Linked DNA regions of Mus musculus: region 1 is linked to region 2. The links are chromatin contacts, called in public ChIA-PET maps. All regions are on one chromosome and are shown on one strand. The core of a region is the stretch at or near the end of the contact, and the rest is flanking DNA. Distances in the headings are between cores, read along the strand shown. Region 1 has its middle 10 kb from the start of Gm40378. Region 2 has its middle 13 kb from the start of Gm31547.

Region 1 (3,564 bases), core at 400-2,899, 290 kb before region 2:
GGGTTAGTCAGGGTATGCATCCCCCTCCCTCCATGTCAGGGTTTGGCCTGGGCAGTGATTGTGTTCCTCTGTGTAGGCCACCACTCCTTCCTGTAATCTCACACATAGCACTGGCCTCACCAGCTTCACAAACAGCTTGTATCCGTTGTCAACTAAGATCTGAAGGTGGTAAAAGTTTCTCGCGGTGGCTGACTTGAGGGTCTTATTTAAGTATTAGGACACCATTGGTATTAAGACACCACTGTCCACCTACCATGACAACTCAGGATGCTTACAAACTAAAGGGAGGGGCTCCCAAAGCAAAGGTCAAAGGACAACCAACATTCAAATATGTGAGAGATAAAGTCCTAATTAATGACCTACCCAGGAGAGAGAGTTCTAATAGGAGATTCACAACCAAGTGAGAACACAGGATTCCAAGTAAACAAACGCAATCATAAAGTCAAAGGCCCTCCAAGGGACATCCACAGGGAACTGTTCTCGTCTTTCTAAGTGGCCAGGATGAAATGACAGAGTAGGGTATGGGGACACATTAAACTCTCTGGTTCCCAGGTACAACTCGTCCTCTCCGAGAGCTCAGTGTTAAATAAAAATTCCTCAGAGAAGACTTGTAGCCAAGCACTGTAACCTGGGAGCCCAGAATCACCAGACCCAAAGCAGGAGACCAGAAGTTCAAGATGGGCATTGCTGGTTAAACTTTTACTTCACACGTACTCATTTCCATCCCTCCCAAACCGCTCAGAGCTCTGAAACAGTCTCATGTAGCCCAGAATTTGTAGCTGAGAATCATCTCAAACTCCCGATCCTCTCTCCTCCAATTCCCAAGGGGCTAGCCTGGCAGGAAGTCTATTTGCTCCGCAGCCTTCTCGTTTCCTGAGAGAAAAGTCAAGTCCTCTCTGGCATCTCAGGACTAATGCTGAAGCAGCAGGAGTGTGGCACACTCCATCTCCACGGGGACTGAGGCTCTTTGTCCTATCTACCCTCCTGTCCTTGAGGTAGTCCTCTCTACTAGTTGGCTGATCCTAAGATGTTTTATAACAAAACTATGTTCCTACGTACTTGTGGTTTCCGAGTTGGGTCACCCCAGCAAATTAGTCTGTAGGGAGTTACAGAACTCTCCAACCTAAAACCACGCCAAGTGTGGGCAGTATGGCGATGTCAGGATTTGTGGCTGGCTTGTGAAGTGGGAGCACTTTGTGAGATGACACCCCTTACCTGCGGGGTCTCTAGTTAACACAGGCAGGTGAGGTGAGAACTGGACCAAAGGCTGGGACACAGCAGTCAGTGCTGGGGAGCTGATGTGAAGATGTGACTCTAAAGGGAGAGGTCAGGGAAGCAGGACAAGAGTCCCACCTACGAGTAACACCAGAAGCTCTCGCAGGAGACTCCTGGGACAGTGACTACTTAAGACATTTTCCAAAGGCCGTTGTGTTTCATCTTCACGACCAGGATCCCCTGAGGAGCTGGGACTAAGATACAGTAAGTACTGCGGCAGACTCTTCAGAAAAAAAAAAGGGGGGGGGGGACTTTCCGAGCTGGCAGCAGCTGGAGTAGTGAGACTGCATCGAGCTACTCACACTGGGAGTTTGAGCTGAGGAGGAGAGGCCTGAATGCCAGCCTGCTATGAGAGACGCACTGTGGTAAACCTGGAGGGCAAAGTTCCCTGGCCAGGACTTCTCTGTGACTGTGGTGTGACCCGAGCCGTCACCCTGAGCACATCTGTTGTTTCTCTTGGCAAATCTACTGCACAGCAGTGTCAAGAATGAGTTGTGGCAGAGGCCTGCCCACTGCCTTCAGATGTGGGCAGGCAGGTACCACGACCGTGAGCAAGTATGTGGTGGGGAGACGGGAGAGGAAGAGAAACAGAATGGTTTTGTGGACTGTGAAGAGAGGCAGAACTGGAGATGCAATGGCAGTGATGTGAGAGGCCCCTGCTGTCCCGGCCCATGCTAATGCTGAGGACCATGTCTGGGGTCATGTCCCTACTGCAGTAGGGGTCTTTATTGATGTCCATAGCTGTCCCTACTGCAGTGGGGGTCTGTATTGATGTCCATAGTCCATGCTACCAAGGGTCATGCAGATGTCTATGACCTGAGCTGCCACCTGAAGCCACGTTGATGTCAAAAGGGCCATGCTGAGCTTGAGCTGGGCCCATCCCTTACCTGGGCAGTACAGGAGAGCTGGTCCAGGCAGCATGGTCAAGGGAGAGCTGGCCCCCATGGCATGGGCATGGGAGAGCTGGCTGGCTGAACAGCTCAGCTACTGCCCAGGCTCAGATCCACCCCCAACACTGACTCCATCTATGAGCTGGAGGGGCCAGGCCTACAGAAGAAAAGCCACAGGATCTCTATGACTTAGGGCAACAGCAGGATATCCCAGAGGAGTCTTGGTGAGGGGCCAGTATTGATGGTGTAGTAGAAGCCAGAGGCCTTGACCCAGACCAACAACTCACTACCATGAACATTTGCAGGTAAAGTTATTTGGGCAAAAGGCAATAGTTTCCAGTGCCATGACAATGAACGATTATGTGATAGAGAGGTGGGAAAAGCAGAGGAGCAGGTTACACACAGTGGAGCTGGAGCACTGACTGCTGTGACGGGTGCCAGAAGGCCTTGATAGATAGAGGAGCAGGTTGCTGCCCAGAGGTCAGCAAGATGGTTTGTTATTTTATTTTATTGGGGGTGGGGGAGCAGGCATTAGAAGAGTGGAGGGCAGATATGGAAGGACTGGGATATCAGTGGGACTAGGGTGCATAGTGTGAAATTCCCAAAGGATTAATAATAATAAAAAAAAAATAGTGTTAAAAAAATGAGTTGTAGGAGTTGTAGGCAGCTCTCTCCCGACTGCCTATAACTCCAGCTCCAGGTGATCCGATGCCCTCTTCTGCCCTCTGGGGGCATCTGCACTCTCATGCACAAACCCACCCACAAACACCACACATACACATAAAAATATATCTTTAACAATGAAAAAAAAAGGTGAGTTGTACAAAATTCAAGAAGGGACTGTGTTCTATTTAGGGATAGAGACGGCCCCTGGGAGATGAGATATATAGCCGGATGTGCCAATAGTAAAAGCAGAACTGTAACACCAGGCCAGGCATGGAAACCATGAGGAACCAAAATCAGTCCAGGGGGATGGAGAGATGGCTCAGTGGTTAAGAGCACTGACTGCTCTTCCAGAGGACTTGAGTTCAATTCCCAGCAACCACATGGTGGCTCACAACCATCTGTAATGGGCGCCGATGCCTTCTTCTGGGGTGTCAGAGTCAGCATACTCATACATTAAATAATCAAACAATTTTTTTTAAAACTCAGTCTTGGCTGCTATCTCATGCTATTTACAATCATCAATTTAAGGGTGATGTGAGCTAAATGTGTAGGCTCTTAAATGATAAGGTTTGTGAGAAAACAAGACTAGTACTGTCTTACATAAATGGGAGGCAGAACACAGTACTCAGCATGAAAATGCAGTACAAAACAAAAAAAAGAAAAGAAAAAGAAAAAGATTCTTGCTCTTTATTTAAAAACTTCAGTCCATTAAAAAAATACCGTTAAGGTTGTG
Region 2 (3,537 bases), core at 483-2,982:
TTAAAAACAGGATGGCTACTATTGAGATGTTATTTAAAGCCATAAGGCTGAGCTATCCATGGGACTGAACGAATACCAAGTGGGAGAGAAGAGATCTAGCCTTGGTCCCAAGGCCATCTGATAGTGAGAAATCAGAAGACCGAAGAGCAGTCAGACATGGACAAGGAGAAATGGTGGCAGAGGTTGTTGGAAAACCAGAAGGGTAGAAGCCAGCAGGAGAAAGGGCCTTCTGAGGGAATCAACAAGTGGTCTGAGGGTCGCTGGAGGTCAGAGCAGAGGAAGGGCTTGAGGCCTGGCCTCTCTCTGCAAGGAAACAGTGAAGTCCAGACAAGGCCAACTGGATGGCATCCTGGAAGCAAAAGCTGCCCTTCCCCCACTCAAAGAACAGCAGGGAGGACAAGGAGCTCAGAAGCAATGTCTCTCTGCAGGGGGAGAAACTGAGGCTTTCAAAGATCTACAGTCCTCTCTCTAAAGTTGCCATTAAGTGGCCCAAGAACCAGGTTCTATTACATTCTACTTATTTATTTGTCTATTTGTTTATTTGTCTGTTTATTATATATAATGTTGGGGGCAGGGAACACGTATCAGGATGCATATGTGGAGGTCAAAGGACAACTTCCCAGAGTCAGATCTCTCATTCCACCATGTGGGTCCCAAAGATGGAACTCAGGCTGTCAGGCTTGGTGTTGAGCATCTCTGTCCATTGAACCATCTTGCCAGCCCACAGGCTTTAAAGAACTTACCACGAGGCCTTACCATGCATACGGCTGTGCTTGCGATTCATTGTCTTTTGGCAATTAATGTTCTATTAAGTCGACCCAAGTGACACACATCTATAGTCCCAGCTAGTCTGGAAACAGGCAGGTGGATTTCTCAAGCCCAGAAATTCAGGGCCTTCCTGGGTAACAAAGCAGGGTTCCAACTCAAAAGAGAAAAAAAAAAAAAACTTTATTCAATGTACTGTCATTCAAGAGCTCTAGCTGAGCCTGGATCTTACAAGACTCTACTCAGCAACCCTTCCTGACCCCAGGAGACCTGCCCAAGAAACACTACACTAACATCAGTGAAGCCTTGGGGTACCAGCTTTCCCCAGCTTAGATTTACACAATTCACAAGCTTTTCTGCTTTTTGTACCTAGAGTGTGTGTGTGTCCCAGCTTAGATTTACACAATTCACAAGCTTTTCTGCTTTTTGTACCTAGAGTGTGTGTGTGTGTGTATGTGTGTATTATATATATATATGTATGTGATTATGTAATATACATATATATAAATGTATGTGTGAGTGAGTGGTTTCAGTGTCCACAGAGGTCGGAAGAGGGAGGACATCAGATCCTCTGGACTTAGAGTTACAGGCAAATGTTCTTAACTGCTGATCCATGTCTCCAAACACTCTAAAGTTGTATATTCATATATTCAAATATATATTTGCCAAGCTGGTATATATATATCTGTGACTTTGAGGCCAGCTTGGTCTACATAGTGAGTTCCAGGACAGCTAGGGATGTTATACAGAGAAACCCTGTCTAGGGGAGAAGAAAAAAAGCTGCCATGTGTGTAAAAGTTCAAAAGTTACATTTTAGTAAATAAACTGAGCCAAGTGCAGTGACAGTCTCAAGATTAGCCAACGTCAGTACATAGCAAGTTTGAAGCTAGTCTAGGCTACATGAGACGCTGTCTCAAAAAAGTTGGGGGGAGGGGGGGCTCTGGATGTTGGTAGAGTGCCTGGTGTGCACAAAGCCCTGATTTTATACCCCCCACATCCTCAATGCATAACACAGGGTTGGGTGGCACACCACTGTAACGCAGTGCAGGAGAGGCTGAGACCAGAGAGCCAAAGTTCTCAGTCATTCTCTAATACTCGGTGAGTCTGAAGCCAACCTGTGATCCATGAGATTGGGGAAGGAAGTCAGGGATGAAGAGGAGGAGAAAGGAAATAGAGAAAAGAAAGGAACCTTACCGTACAGGCTCCTTCAACTTACGCAGTTCTGTTCTGACAAACAGAACACCTGCCTCACTCCTGAAGCACAGCCACCGTCCTGAGGGCTATAGATACTGCTCTACCAGGCACGGCCTCAGCCACACAGGCAGGAAGACAGCCTCTGGGCCTCTAATCTGCAGTTCTTATCTTGCCTCTGCCGGGTGCCAAAGCCCCAGCCCAGAGCACTGACTGAACAGGTGTGTCTGCCTCTGCTGCCCTCAGACCCAGATCCTCAGCCGCAGGACAGTCTGTCTCCACAAACACAATCCACTAGCCCACTTCAGCATGACTCCCGTCCCCACATGCTAGGAACAAAAGCTGTGAACCTCAGTAGTTAAAAGAGAACAAAACTGAAAACATATCCCTTCTAAACCGCGTGGCAACAGTCCTCAAAAGAGAAAGACTTGCCTATGGCTGACTGAGACACAGGAAGCCACACCCTCAAGTCTTAGATTTGTAAGACACCTGTATAGTGCACAAAACAAAAAGCAAGGTTCCACAGGGGTACCTGGAGCCTTTGGCTCCTTGCATCCCAGGACCTATAGCACCTGTGTTTTCCCAAAATGACACCCAGCCACAGTGATATCACAACAAACTAGCCATGAGTTCCCCTTTTCATTCCATCCACGTTCACTGAGCACCTATTACTTCCAGACACTGAGAATACAGATGCAAATGCAATGGACAAGAACCCATTCAAGATCACGTAGCTGGGACGGGAAGGCAGCAAGCATCATTTTTAGCAGATCGGATTAAGTGCTACAGAGAAAACAAGCAAGGAAATAGACAAGAAGGATGAATTTGATCAGCAAAGGGCACATCATGAAACATGTGAGTCAAGAAGACTAGACAGAAGTAAAGGGGCATGCTTGTGGATAGATGGGGAAGAACTTTCCAAAAGAAGGAAGATCAAGAGAAAAGCTAGCAGACGAGAAAAGCAAGGATCAGTCAAGGGGTCTGTCCTCGTAGTGCTGTTGGGATTGTTTGTTGTTCGTGGCTTGATCTCTGCATCCTAGACTAGCCTCAAACATTCAGCGGAGGGTGATCCGGAAGCTGACTCTCCTTTCTGTATCCCTAACGTGCTGAGATTACCAGCATGTACTGCCAGGCACTCCCATTTTATGCCTTGCTGGGGATAGAACCCAAGGCTTCATGCAGGCTCTAAGCCAATGCTCTACCAACTGAGCTACATCCCCAGCCCCTGTTTGAATATTGTTAAAGAACAGATAGATGCAAGCTAACAAATGTTCAGGAAAAAAAAAATCCTGTAATACCTGAAGCCAGGTAAGGCTCAGACCTCTCTAATGCTTAAGCCAAGCAAGCTTACAAGCATATGGGCCTGCAGAATTGGATCCTTATTGCTGCACTGAATTGGAAACCAGACTCCAGAACTTTTATTCTGGGGTCTAAACACCCTCCCCACTATAGACCTACCCATGATCCTCCTCCACAACATGCAAATAAAGCATGTAGCCCAGTTTTCAAACCCACCTGCTGCCCTAAGACAAGGTAGGTACACAGAACACAGTAATCATTCTCAGAGGATGGCCCTGGAAC

Evidence for each region. ChIA-PET counts read pairs in DNA pulled down with a chosen protein or histone mark.
Region 1: an RNA polymerase II ChIA-PET map of memory CD8 T cells shows a contact between it and region 2, with 14 read pairs. The contact joins two enhancer-like sites. A contact is called at or near these places in 2 of 115 datasets of contacts at active chromatin or transcription factors (bone marrow-derived macrophages and memory CD8 T cells) and 2 of 9 other capture datasets (embryonic stem cells and pancreatic islet).

Annotation. Positions count from the first base shown.
Region 1 is chr6:73,278,041-73,281,604 of GRCm38.p6, reverse strand. No RefSeq gene overlaps it. Among named protein-coding and RNA genes, the nearest start is that of Gm40378, 10 kb to the left of the region's middle. Within about 2 kb of position 1,649, at least 30 of the 459 cell types and tissues checked have an H3K27ac peak or open chromatin away from gene starts, as enhancers often do. A contact at or near this core is called in memory CD8 T cells, where this site is marked.
Region 2 is chr6:72,992,121-72,995,657 of GRCm38.p6, reverse strand. No RefSeq gene overlaps it. Among named protein-coding and RNA genes, the nearest start is that of Gm31547, 13 kb to the left of the region's middle. Within about 2 kb of position 1,732, at least 62 of the 459 cell types and tissues checked have an H3K27ac peak or open chromatin away from gene starts, as enhancers often do. A contact at or near this core is called in memory CD8 T cells, where this site is marked.